2 separate regions of the Capra hircus genome follow, and region 2 is linked to region 1. A link is a contact called in public Hi-C data. All regions are on one chromosome and are shown on one strand. The core of a region is the stretch at or near the end of the contact, and the rest is flanking DNA. Distances in the headings are between cores, read along the strand shown.

Region 1 (6,293 bases), core at 1,633-4,132:
AAATGCAATACTTGGATGCAGTCTTAAACTCGACAGAATGATCTCTGTTCGTTTCAAGGCAAACCATTCAATATCAGAGTAATCCAAGTCTATGCCCCAACCAGTAAAGCTGAAGAAGCTGAAATTGAATGGTTCTATGAAGACCTACAAGACCTTCTAGAACTAACACCCAGAAAAGATGTCCTTTTCATCACAGGGGACTGGAATGCAAAAGTAGAAAGTCAAGAGATACCTGGAGTAACAGGCAAATTTGGCCTTGGAGTACAAAACGAAGCAGGGCAAAGGCTAACAGTTTTGCCAAGAGAACACACTGGTCATAGCAAACACCCTATTCCAACAACACAAGAAAAGACTCCACACATTGTCATCACCAGATGGTCAATACCAAAATCAGACTGATCACATTCTTGGCAACCAAAGAAGGAGAAGCTTTATACAGTCAGCAAAAACAAGACTGGGAGCTGACTGTGGCTCAGATCATGAACTCTTTATTGCCAAATTCAGACTTAAATTGAAGAAAGTAGGGAAAACCACTAGACCATTCAGGTAGGACCTAAATCAAATCCCTTATGATTATACAGTGGAAGTGACAAATAGATTCAGGGATTAGATCTGATAGACAGAGTGCCTGAAGAACTATGGATGGAGGTTCATGACACTGTACAGGAGGTGGTGATCAAAATCATCCCCAAGAAAAAGAAATGCAAAAAGGCAAAATGGTGGTCTGAAAAGGCCTTACAAATAGCTGAGAAGAGAAGTGAAAGGTGACGGAGAAAAGGAAAGATCTATCCATAGGAATGCAGAGTTCCAGAGAATAGCAAGGAGACATAAGAAATTCTTCTTAAGTGAACAATGCAAAGAAATAGAGGAAAACAACAGAATGGGAAAGACTAGAGATCTTTTCAAGAAAATTAGAGATACCAAGAGAACATTTCATGCAAAGATGGGCTCGATAAAGGACAGAAATGGCATGGACCTCACAGAAGCAGAAGATATTAAGAAGAGGTGGCAAGAATACACAGAAGAACTGCACAAAAAAGGTCTTATTGATGGTGTGGTCATGCACATAGAGCCAGACATCCTGGAATATGAAGTCAAATGGACCTTCGGAAGCATCACTACAAAGTTAGTGGAGGTGATGGATTTCCAGTTGAGCTATTTCAAATCCTAAAGGATGATGCTGTGAAAGTGCTGCACTCAATATGCCAACAAAGTTGGAAAACTCAGCAGTGGCCACAGGACTGGAAAAGGTCAGTTTTCATTCCAATCCCAAAGAAAGGCAATGCCAAAAAAAATTCAAACTACTGCACAATTGCACTCATCTCACACACTCGAAAACTAATGCTCAAAATTCTCCAATTCTTCAACAGTACATGAACCATGAACTTCCAGATGTTCAAGCTGGCTTTAGAAAAGGCAGAGGAACCAGAGATCAAATTGCCAATATCCGCTGGATCATCAAAAAAGCAAGAGTTCCAGAAAAACATCTATTTCTGCTTTATTGACTACACCAAAAGCCTTTGACTGTGTGGGTCACAACAAACTGTGGGAAATTCTGAAAGAGATAGGAATACCAGACCACCTGACCTGCCTCTTGAGAAATCTGTATGCAGGTCAAGAAGCAACACTTAGAACTGGACATGGAAAAACAGACTGTTCCAAACTGAGAAAATATGTCAAAGCTGCATATTGTTTAACTGCTTGTTAAACAATGCTTGTTTAACTTATATTGAGTACATCATGTGAAATGCCAGCTGGATGAAGCAAAAGCTGGAATCAAGATTGCCAAGAAAAATATCAAGATATGCAGATGATACCACCCTTATGGCAGAAAGCGAAGAACTAAAGAGCCTCTTGATGAAAGTGAAAGAGGAGAGTGAAAAAGTTGGCTTAAAACTCAGCATTCAGAAAACTAAGATCATGGCATCCAGTCCTATCACTTCTTGGCAAATAGATGGGGAAAAAATGGGAACAGTGAGACATACTGTATTTTGGGGGACTCCAAAATCACTGCAGATGATGACTGCAGCCATGAAATTAAAAGACACTTGCTCCTTGGAAGAAAAGCTATGACGAACCTAGACAGCATATTAAAAAGCAGAAACATTACTTTGCCCACAAAAGTCCATCTAGTCAAAGCTATGGTTTTTCCAGTAGTCATGTATGGATATGAGAGTTGGACTATAAAGAAAGCTGAGCACCAAAGAATTGATGCTTTTGAACTGTGATGTTGGAGAAGACTCTTGAGAGTCCCTTGGACTGCAAGGAGATCCAACCTGTCCATCCTAAAGGAAATCAGTCCTGAATATTCATTGGAAGGATTGATGCTGAAGCTGAAACTCCAATACTTTGGCCACCTGATGCGAAGAACTGACTGACTGGAAAAGATCCTGATGCCGGGAAAGATTGAAGGCAGGAGGAGAAGGGGACAATAGAGGATGAGATGGTTGGATGGCATCACCGACTCAATGGACATGAGTTTGAGTAAACTCCGGGAGTCGGTGATAGACAGGTAGGCCTGGCGTTGTTACAGTCCATGGGGTCTCAAAGAGTTGGATACGACTGAGCGACTGAACCGAACTGAATATTCCACTGTGTGTGTGTGTATATATACGTACATACCACATCTTCTTAATCCATTCCTCTGTCAGTGGGCATTTAGGTTTCAGCTAGATATATCTTTGTAAAGAAACCCTGGGGGTCTACCTCACCCCCTTTTTTAAAAATAAATGGGGGAGGGGGCCCAGAGAAGCCCCTCCTGCCTGCATTCTGTTAGCAGATGAGATTTTAGGCAGCACCCTTCTCAGTCTTCCTAGAGCGCCTGTGAGCAGCGCCGACCAGCTCCCTCCACTGGGTGGGTGCTGCCCCAGGTACCCTCTCGGACCTGTGGGTTGGCGCCCTCGTGATGCAGCTGGCCATCCTCAGTCACCAGAGACTGGAAGCAAGGAGAGGGAGGTGACTTCCACCGTGCTGCCATCAGAGGGCTGTGGCTTCTTCGGAGGGCCTGCGAGCACACTGAGGAGCCGGAGGCCTGACCGCTCCACGGGAAGATGCCTCTGTGGGTTCACACTGCCAGCAAACAGCAGGGATGGTTTAGGAGGTTCTTGCCTAAAACACAGGCTTTCTGGGAAAAACGCCTTTATTCTGGAGAGCCCTGGAGCCCCCTAGGGATATACAGTTGTTTTCCGGTAGCCAAAGGCAGTGTAACTTAGTAGCTATGCAGACTTCTAAACATCCTATGAACTGAGATAAATGATGGTGAATGAAATAGAAGTCAACAAAGGCAGATGCCCCGAGCACAGGCTAGGACCCGAGCTGTTCTCCACACTGGCAGTTTCTGAGTGAGAGGGCAGCTGTGGTTTTGCAGTGAGTGAACAAACATCAGCGGGTGACCTATAGATGCGGACAAAGTCTCCCTTCTCTGCCCATCCCTCACCCCCACGTCCTGCCTGGGGTTCTCCCCTCTGCATCCTCATGCCCATCAGCTCCTCATCCTGCTGGCCTTAGTATCACCCAGATCAAGAGGGGCTGCTTCCTCTCCCATGGCCCCGAGGTGAACCCCCTCACCCCCAATGCCCCCTCCACATCCCCCTACCCCCCTCCACATCCCCCTACCCCACAATCACGTCTGCAATCTGCATGCCGAGCACTGTGGGACCACCAGGGGACGCTATTCACAATGAAGGTCCAGGACATCGTATGTTGACTTAAAACTTGGCACAAAACAAAGGGTTATCTGATGCACATAGTAGTCATGTATGAGTTAGCAGTGGCCTTGATCCAACTCTCCCATCATCTCTGGGTGGCCTAGCATTGATCTAGGGCCTATGTTTCTCCATTGGTTTTCCTACACCTAAATGACCTCCAGCCTTTCCTAGTACGTATTTCATAACGTACTTTGTAGAATAACATGCAAGCATCAAATACCCCTCCTCCCATGTAACACATGACCTTTGATTCACACAGTCTCAGCAGCAAATGGGGCGGGGTCTTGTAGGGACCTTCTGTAACTGTATAAATCTAAATAATGGGAGTAAGTCTCTTTACTCCTATACAATGTACACTTCATTGTACAGATCAGAGGTCATCAGACTCTTTCTGTAAGGGTTCAGGTGGTGAATATTTTAGGCTTCGCAGGAAAACAAGCTCTTGCAACAATTCAGTTCCGCCTTGCAGCACAAAAGCAGCCACAGACTATACATAAATTGAATGAGAGTCACTGGGTCTCAATAACGGTTTAGTTATGGGCTTCCCTGGTGGCACAGCTGGTAAAGACTCTGCCTGCCACGCAGGAGACCTGGGTTCACTACCGGGGCTGGGAAGATCCCCTGGAGAAGGGAAAGGCTACGGATTCCACGGACTATATAGTCCACAGGGTTGCAAAGAGTCTGCCACAACTGAGCGACTTGCACTTTCACTATGGACATGCGTGCGTGTGTGCTCAGTTGCTCAGTCGTGTCTGACCCTTTGCGACCCCATGGACTGTAGCCCACCAGGCTCCTGTGTCCATGGGATTCTCCAGGCAAGAATTCTGGAGGGGATTGCCATGCCCTCCTCCAGGGGATCTTCCCGACCCAGGGATCGAACCCTGGGTCTCCTGCACTGCAGGCAGATTCTTTACTGTCTGAGGTGCCAGAGAAGGAGTGTCTTAAATAATTTCTGTCCTCTCTTGCATAATGGGCCAGCCCCATGCTTACTGAAGGACGGGGAGGCCCTGAGAGGCCCTCAGTGAACCCAGTTGGGTGTCAGTGTGGCCCCTTCCCTACGCAAGCCTGGCCCCTGAGAGGCGCCTGGTCAGAGCACCAGCCCTGCACTTGAACTCTGTCACTTGCTGAAGCTGCCGCCTTCAACTAAGAAGGGCCTTTCCGGCCCTGAAGCCCACCCAGTCTGCCCCAGGACATTGGACTGTCTCTGCCCTGAACCCAATGCAGCCTCATCAGAATCTGGTCCCCATGACCAGCCTGCCTGCCCCTGACTAGCTGGCACCTCCTTTCATGGAGGGTGGCACAGAGAGCTTACTCCTAACAGCGCATCTGTCCCCCCTTCCTGCTGGACTCACTCTTAGCCGGTTTTCTTCCTGCTGTACACACATTCTCCCCACCTCAACAAGCTGCATCGTACGGCCCAGCAGAGGAAGCATTCATATCCTCAATTTCCTAAATGGTTTGAGGGCAGTCTTTACAATTGTCCTCTACCAACTCCGGGAGATGGTGATGGACAGGGAAGCCCGGCGTGCTGCAGTACATGGGGTTGCAGAGTCAGACATGACTGAGCAACTGAATGACAACTCTTTCTCCAACCCTGTCCCAACTCAAGGTGAACCTGATTGATAAAGTAGACATCTCATAAGGGGACTCCCCTGGGGTGGGGGTGGGGTGTCCTTTCCTCTCTTGTCATCCTGGATGGCAGGGGTCACGATTGGTTAGAAAGGCAGCCCAAGGGCCAATTCCTCGCCAGAGGTACAGGGCCCACCTGAGACAGCAGGTGGTTCCATCCACCAGTCCTAGGTACTTCACGGACCTACTGCGGCTCTACTTCCCATTGTCAAGGTTAGGCTGCCCGTGGGGGCTTCTTTCTGAAGCAGAACTTATGGCAACATGTCACTTTCTATGTGTGTTGGAGGGGAGGTGTGAAGTGATGCATCCATTTCCTAAACCTCAGGAATCAGATAAATGGATTTTTAGCCCATCAGTACTTGCCCCAGGAGAAGACCAGCAGCCCAGCGGATACATTGTTGGCCATGAGCTCCTTCCCTTTACACGCCTTGCTCGACGTATGCAACACATCACGTACGAATGCAGGGCTGATGCAGCTTCTGCAAACCCCCCTGCCTAACTTTTCAAGCAGTCCAGTGACACAAGTCAGAAGGTCTTGCTGCGTGACCTCTGGGTGAGTCTGCTGGGGGTCAGAGATAGCGTCATAGCAAAAAGCTGAAACTTTGCAGAAAAGAGGCTAAAATAAAGGAGGTGGAGAGGAAACCTTCACACAGACTCTCAAGTGTCTATTCATTTATTTACAGTTTTTGGCCTCACTGTGCAACAATGTAGGATCGTAGTTCCCCGACCAGGGGTCAAACCCGCCATCTCCAGCACCAGAAGCATGGAGTCTTAGCCACTGGGTCACCAGGCTGATAAAAAGTTAGTGAAACAGTCTTTTACTTCTAGTTTGGAAAAAAAGAAAGTCCCTTAAATTACTAGAAAACTATTTGCAGGATTAATCACATTTTAAGCCAGGAGACTGGGTGTCAAGGACCACTCAGTGTCCTTTGATGGGAGAGGCTGGGACAGGTTCCG
Region 2 (6,293 bases), core at 1,845-4,344, 94 kb after region 1:
CTTCCCTGGTGGCTCAGACAGTAAAGCGTCTGTCTACAATGCAGGAGACCTGGGATTGATCCCTGGGTTGGGAAGATTCCCTGGAGAAGGAAATGGCTACCCACTCCAGTACTCTTGCCTGGAAAATCCCATGGGCGGAGGAGGAGCCTGGTGTCCATGGGGTCGCAAAGAGTCGGACACGACTGAGCGACTTCACTTCACTTCACTCTTGGTGAGCAATTTTTTTCCTCTTTTTTTGGCCACACCATGCCACCTGCAGAACTTCCATGACTGGGGATGGAATCTGTTCCCCCTGCAATGGAAGGGCAGGAATTGTAGCCTCCAGAGTTATTTTGACTGGACTACCAGGGAAGCCTTCATCTAGCACTTCTGGTCTGGGCTGCTCACCAGGGGCGGGGGTGACCCAGACTGTGCCCCCATAACTGGGGCCTTACAGGGCTGTCATGGGAATTATCCACTCCCAGTCATGACTTGACGTGGAAGCATGAAGACATGCCCCAGGGAATTCCCTGTGTTTTGCAAACACTCCTTCTTACCTCATTATGTAGACGTAACTGTATCTCCTCATAATAATTGGAGATGAATTACTCTGGCCTATAGCACTTCCCTTTTCCGTCTTCTGGCTTATTGGCACGTTGCTTAGTTGCCAAGTTGTCTGACTCTTTTGAGACCCCATGGACTGTAGCCCGCCAGGCTCCTCTGTCCATGGGATTCCCCAGATAAGAATACTGGAGTGTGTTGCCATTTCCTTCTCCAGGGGATCTTCCCAACTCAGGGACTAAACCCACGTCTCCTGCATCACAGGGGGATTCTTTATTGCTGAGCCACCAGGGAAGCCCCTGTTGGCATGAGGAGCTCAGAATAACCAGGTTTTAGCTACACAGTGGAGTCCTATATCCCCCATCAGGAGACTGAGACTTCTAGTCCAGCCAAACCTGAAGTGCAGATTCCTCAGGGGGACCCTAGGAGTGGTGATGAGAGATGCCACTAGACATCCATCCCTTGGTTCCCAGAACTTTGGGGGTTCTACCAATTGGAATCCAGCACCCCCCTCCCTCAGTATTCACCTATCAACTGGTGCCTTCGCTGTGCTATTTCAGGCCATCTCAATGTTTAATCAAACTGGTAACTTCTAGGTGATGTTCTATACAGCAGGATCACTGGATCCCATGATCACGTGCCCATTGTTGTACCCATTTTGACATAAGATGGAGCCCTTGGTTTTGCGGCATGTATCAGGATTCAATCAGAGAAGCAGAGCCATTGTGAGTGACATAGCGACCTAGGTTTTCTTTTCTTTTTTTGGCCATGTTATGTGGCATTTGGGACCGTAGTTCCCCAACCATGGATCAAACGCATACCCCCGGCACTGGAAGCGGTCTTAACTGCTGGACTGCCAGGGAAGTCCCTCAAGTCTTTTTTATAAAAACTCTTAATCATCTCTTTCCATAAGTAAAATGCCAGAGTATTCAAAGCATTGTATAGCAACAAAAGTTTTAGTAATGTCCCACGCACTATTTGAAACACACTTATACTAAACAATTATTCACTGTTTATGAATTATTCATTACTCACTGAAATGAAAACTGTTTCACTGGGTGTCCTATGTTTTTGTTAAATGTAGCAACCCTAAACGGTATACAGTCTTCAGATACATACCACTTTCTTAATGTTTCCTCATGATACAACCATCTAGGAACCTGTTTTGAAAATACCAGCTAGTTGTGAACCTAAAGAGGGTGACTTGTCTTCCCCTAGTGGCGAATCGAGTCAAGTGGTAATTCAAGGTCGCACTTAATCACTTGAACTGAACACTTACTGTCAGCTGCAAAGTGTAAAAAAAAAAAAAGGTCCTTGTGTTTATGGAGCTTGCCACCTAGAGAAGCGGATGTATTTTGGGGGATGCTATAAAATCTCTCCTAAGGCAGTGTCTCTGACAGACATGAAGGGACAGGTGGGCACAAAGGTGACTTCCACGTATGCACATGGTGGAGGTCTTCCAGGAAGATTTCAGACTGGATGGTGCCCCTTTATTCTGAAACACTCAGAATCATCTTTTTTTTTTTGCTGCTTCACACAGCATGAGGGATCTTAGTTCCCTGACCAGGGACTGAACCTGGGCCCACAGCTGTGAAAAGTTCAGAGTCCTAACCACTGGACCACCAGGAAATTCTCCATGTCTTTTTAAAAGTTAAATTCCAGAGGATTAAAGCATGATAAAATCTGGATCAGACAGTGGTACACAAAAAGGCACGTTGCTATCTTATGATACATTCAAGGCCTAAATCCAGTCTTTTGGAAAAACGGTCCATCTTTCTAATGGAGAGATAGGAAAATGTTTTCTTCTTATTCAGTTATTCACTTTCCCCTCTACTCCTTCTGATGGATCCAGGAAATCTGGGGAAGTAGGACCGTGGAGGGATTGGCAAGTCACTGTAAGGAGAAATGTTTCTTGAGTAACTTTTTTCTGGCTATGCCACACAGGATCTTTCCCAACCAGGGACTGAACCCCTGCCCCCTGCACTGGGAGCTTGGAGTCTACCCACTGGACCACCAGGGAAGAGAGAAATTAGACGTCTAATTTAAAAGTGCTACTGAGAGACGTAATTTTTCCATTTTTTCCCTCTTCCCAGAATATCGACTCTGCCCACTTTTTCACGGTTGGTCAACTACCATGAGCTGCTGACATGAGCTACCACGAAGAAGAAAAAAAACTGGATGTTACCGGTATTTGTCACTAGTGTTAAGTAACAGGGGCGTCTCTTGTGCATCAGAGATGAAATTATTAACATTCACTTCCCTGTACATTTTGGGAAAATATTTGAGGACAGTTACTAAAAACACATGATGAGGATTCTCACTTTGAATGCCAATGGTGTTTAACTTCAGATCAATTTACGTGTGGGACTGGGGAGTCTCCTTCAAGAGCATATCCAGAGAAGAAACGTTGACCAAAGGGAACAGCATGCTTTGAGGGGGCAGGGTCTGCATTACGACTGCAGACTCACTGGCTCAAGGCTGTGTCCGGCCAAGTCTAAACACAAGGTTGTGAAAAAAAAGCAAGGACTGTGTGAGAGCTCCCAGCCCGGGGTGGACCCTTCGGGACCAGCCCGCTCTGCTGCGAACACCTCACGAAGGCAGCAGCCACAGCACCTGTGATGCTTACGTTCAATCAGTTCAAGCAAAACCACCATGGAATCCAAGACTCAGTGTTTATTACAGAAACGGTTAAAACTGTTTAAAAATGAATGGCAGTGGGCATTAAGACAAAGTACACAGGAAGTAAGATACAAACACTGGCAACACTGGCTGTTTTCACAGAAACACTGGAAATATGGCTGTGTCCTTCTATACCTCAGTAAGACATACAAACAGAAACACCCACTTGGTTCAAATTCTAGGTTTCCCTCACTTGACAATTATTTCCTACGCACTTTTTCCACGCGAGGCACCACACTCTGGTAGGTACTGGGGATACAGTGCTAAGTGTTTATTCCTGAGCTCACAGAGCTTCTGGTCCCCTGGGAGGGGCAGACAGACACCAGCTGAAACGAACACAAACATGTCAGGTAATACAAGGGTTACAGGGATGGGGAGGAGGTAGGAAAAGCTTCTGAACACTTCCAAATTCTTAGGAGCAATCTGAGGCTGCTTTGAAGGTAGGTTTGGGGAAAAGATGTTACACAAACTATATATATATATATATACTTAAAAATTTATTTGACAGTGTCGAGTCTTAGTTGTGGCATGTACAATCTAGTTTCCCTGACCAGGTATCAAACCCGGGGCCCCTGCATTGGGAGCTCAGTCTTAGCCACTGGACCACCAAGAAGTCCCTAAACATATATTTTTGAAATAACTTTATATGTTGCAAATTTCTGGTCAAGATTTTGAAGCTCGTAGTTCTAGAGCAGCATTTACCCTTTTCTAATTAGAACCTACGCTAAGTGTTTATGGATGTACTAGTGGCAGTCGGAGAAGGCGATGGCACCCCACTCCAGTACTCTTGCCTGGAAAATCCCATGGACGGAGGAGCCTGGTGGGCTGCAGTCCATGGGGTTGCCAAGGGTCGGACACGACTGAGACACTTCACTTTCACGCATTGGAGAAGGAAATGGCAGCCCACTCCAGTGTTCCTGCCTGGAGAATCCCAGGGACGGGGGAGCCTGGTGGGCTGCTGTCTGTGGGGTCGCACAGAGTCGGACGCGACTTCAGTGCCTTAGCAGCAGCAGCAGTGGCACAGTAGCCAGCATCATGTCTGTACATGTGTGTTTACAGACCCATGTCACTACGTATATATTAATCTATATTACATATGAATACATGATTTCCAGCTGTAATGACACAAATCTTCTACATAAATGCTTAGATTATATCCACCCTCTCCAAGAGCTTTCAGGATCACAGATCTGAGGGAGTTTATTGCTGCTCTCAAGTATATAGTATTTGCAAGCAAACTATTTTTTTGGAAAAAAATACTTACCATCTTACAAGCAAGCGCATCTTGATTAAGCTACATGTGGGCCACAATGAGGAATGGGATGGACCTGCGTTTTCAGGTCTACAAGATGCAGCGAAACAGGGGTTTTGTTTGAGGCCGCGCAGATGCTTGGCCACTGAAAGCCACAGGGGACCTTAAACCCGACACACATACTCCCACACCCAGGGACCCAGTGACTTCAGCAGCGTCTCTGCCTTATAATGCCCTAGTTTTCCCTCTGCCACACCCCACAAAGGCACTGTTCCCAGTCTGAAGCAGCATTTTTCCTGTGGAAAATCCCAGGCCCGAGTGCAGGGCAGGCCAGGGGCCCTGACCCAGCGCGGAAGCCGGCGAGGGCAGGGTCCTCTCGATAGTGACAAGTTCCCACGGACGGATGGGGCCTTTCCCAGCGAAGGGCCAGTCCTGATCTGCTTTAAACCAAATGCCTCTGGTCAGTGGATCAGAGATGTTTGGGTCCTGGAAGGATTCTGCAGCAGAGAACTACCCTGGTGGGGCGCCCCTGACCGTGTGCTCCCCGATGGTGGCCCAGAGGAGCACGAGGTGCTCTGGAGAGGACAGGCAGGGCACCACGGCCCTTCCCAGTGCGGCTGCTTTCAACCTCTTCTTTCACTCAGAAGACCCCGCGGACCACTCTAAACAAGCCCAGCCGGACTTGATGAGCTGGGTGGTGCCATCTCTCTTCCCTCTGAGTCCCGCTGCAACGACTGAAGCTGAGAACTTGGCCTCAGAGGTAGCCAGAATTCCTACACTTCCTTTCTCTGCAGGAGCTCCATGAATAAGCCAAAATAGCAAAGTCATTTAAACATAAGCTACAGATGCCTTTGAGAGGTATTGCATAATTTTAAAAACTTGGGTTTCCTTCCTAGTTCATTTCCTCCCACACTCTGATGATAAATAACTTGCATGTCCTTGAGTGCATGCAGGCTGAGCGGAAGCGACACCTGAGTGTTGCCCCACAGTGGACAGAAGCCGGCCTGCTGTTACGAAGTGACACAGATGAGCCATGGAAACAAATGCCACCCCTCAGGATGTTAGTTATCAGAAGTTGACGACGCACATTATTCTTATTTTTCACTAAAGCCACCTGCTTCTTTCCCACTGACTCACTCTACTTACTGTTTCTCAGTAGCATTTTCTGATCCCAAGACTTCACATACACTGTCACTAATGTGACACGCTCCCATATCTTAAGGGATAACAGTAACTTCTCTACTCAGACTGTTTCCCATTTCTCTGTAATTTTCGGGATTATGCCTTCTAATCAGAAGCTACTGTCCTAATGTTCTGAAACAGGAAGGCTTAATGTACATATAGTAAAAGATGACATGGTTTTAATCCTAAACTGTGGAAGGGCTGGGTAACTGTCATGTAGAGGCCGATGTAATTGGTACGCGTGTGTGCATGCTCAGTCGCTTCAGTGTCCGACTCTGTAACCTCATGGACTGTAGCCCGCCAGGCTCCTCCGTCTATGGGATTTTCCAGGCATTAATACTGGAGTGGGTTGCCATGCCCTCCTCTAGAGGATCTTCCCATCCCAAGGACTGAATCCACATCTCTTGCAACTGGTATAAATGTGACTGGTATAAACAGAGAGAATCCCCCTGAAGATCTATAAGGACCACGTTTCTGGCATGTGCAGCTGTTTTCCAGAGTAAGCTACTTTTTCAGAAAATCAACTGATGGTGGTATTCAGGTTCTTCTCTGAACGAGACCAAATGTTCTAAGTATCTCCTGGAAAATAGTGAACTGTAATGCTGCAAGGGAGACGGAACGAACGATACACAGCGACAGC

The links. A called contact is a pair of places that touch in the nucleus more often than the background predicts.
Region 2: a Hi-C map of blood shows a contact between it and region 1, with 4 times the contacts expected there. The contact joins two enhancer-like sites. A contact is called at or near these places in 2 of 5 Hi-C or Micro-C datasets (both in blood).

The regions. Positions count from the first base shown.
Region 1 is chr1:527,134-533,426 of ARS1.2, forward strand. The region is part of intron 6 of IFNGR2 (interferon gamma receptor 2); the gene reads right to left. Among named protein-coding and RNA genes, the nearest start is that of IFNGR2, 36 kb to the right of the region's middle. Within about 2 kb of position 2,883, at least 1 of the 5 cell types and tissues checked has an H3K27ac peak or open chromatin away from gene starts, as enhancers often do.
Region 2 is chr1:620,822-627,114 of ARS1.2, forward strand. It overlaps IFNAR1 (interferon alpha/beta receptor 1), which reads right to left. Exons shown (of 11, transcript XM_018046572.1): 11 at 3,194-6,293. Among named protein-coding and RNA genes, the nearest start is that of IFNAR1, 29 kb to the right of the region's middle. Within about 2 kb of position 3,095, at least 1 of the 5 cell types and tissues checked has an H3K27ac peak or open chromatin away from gene starts, as enhancers often do.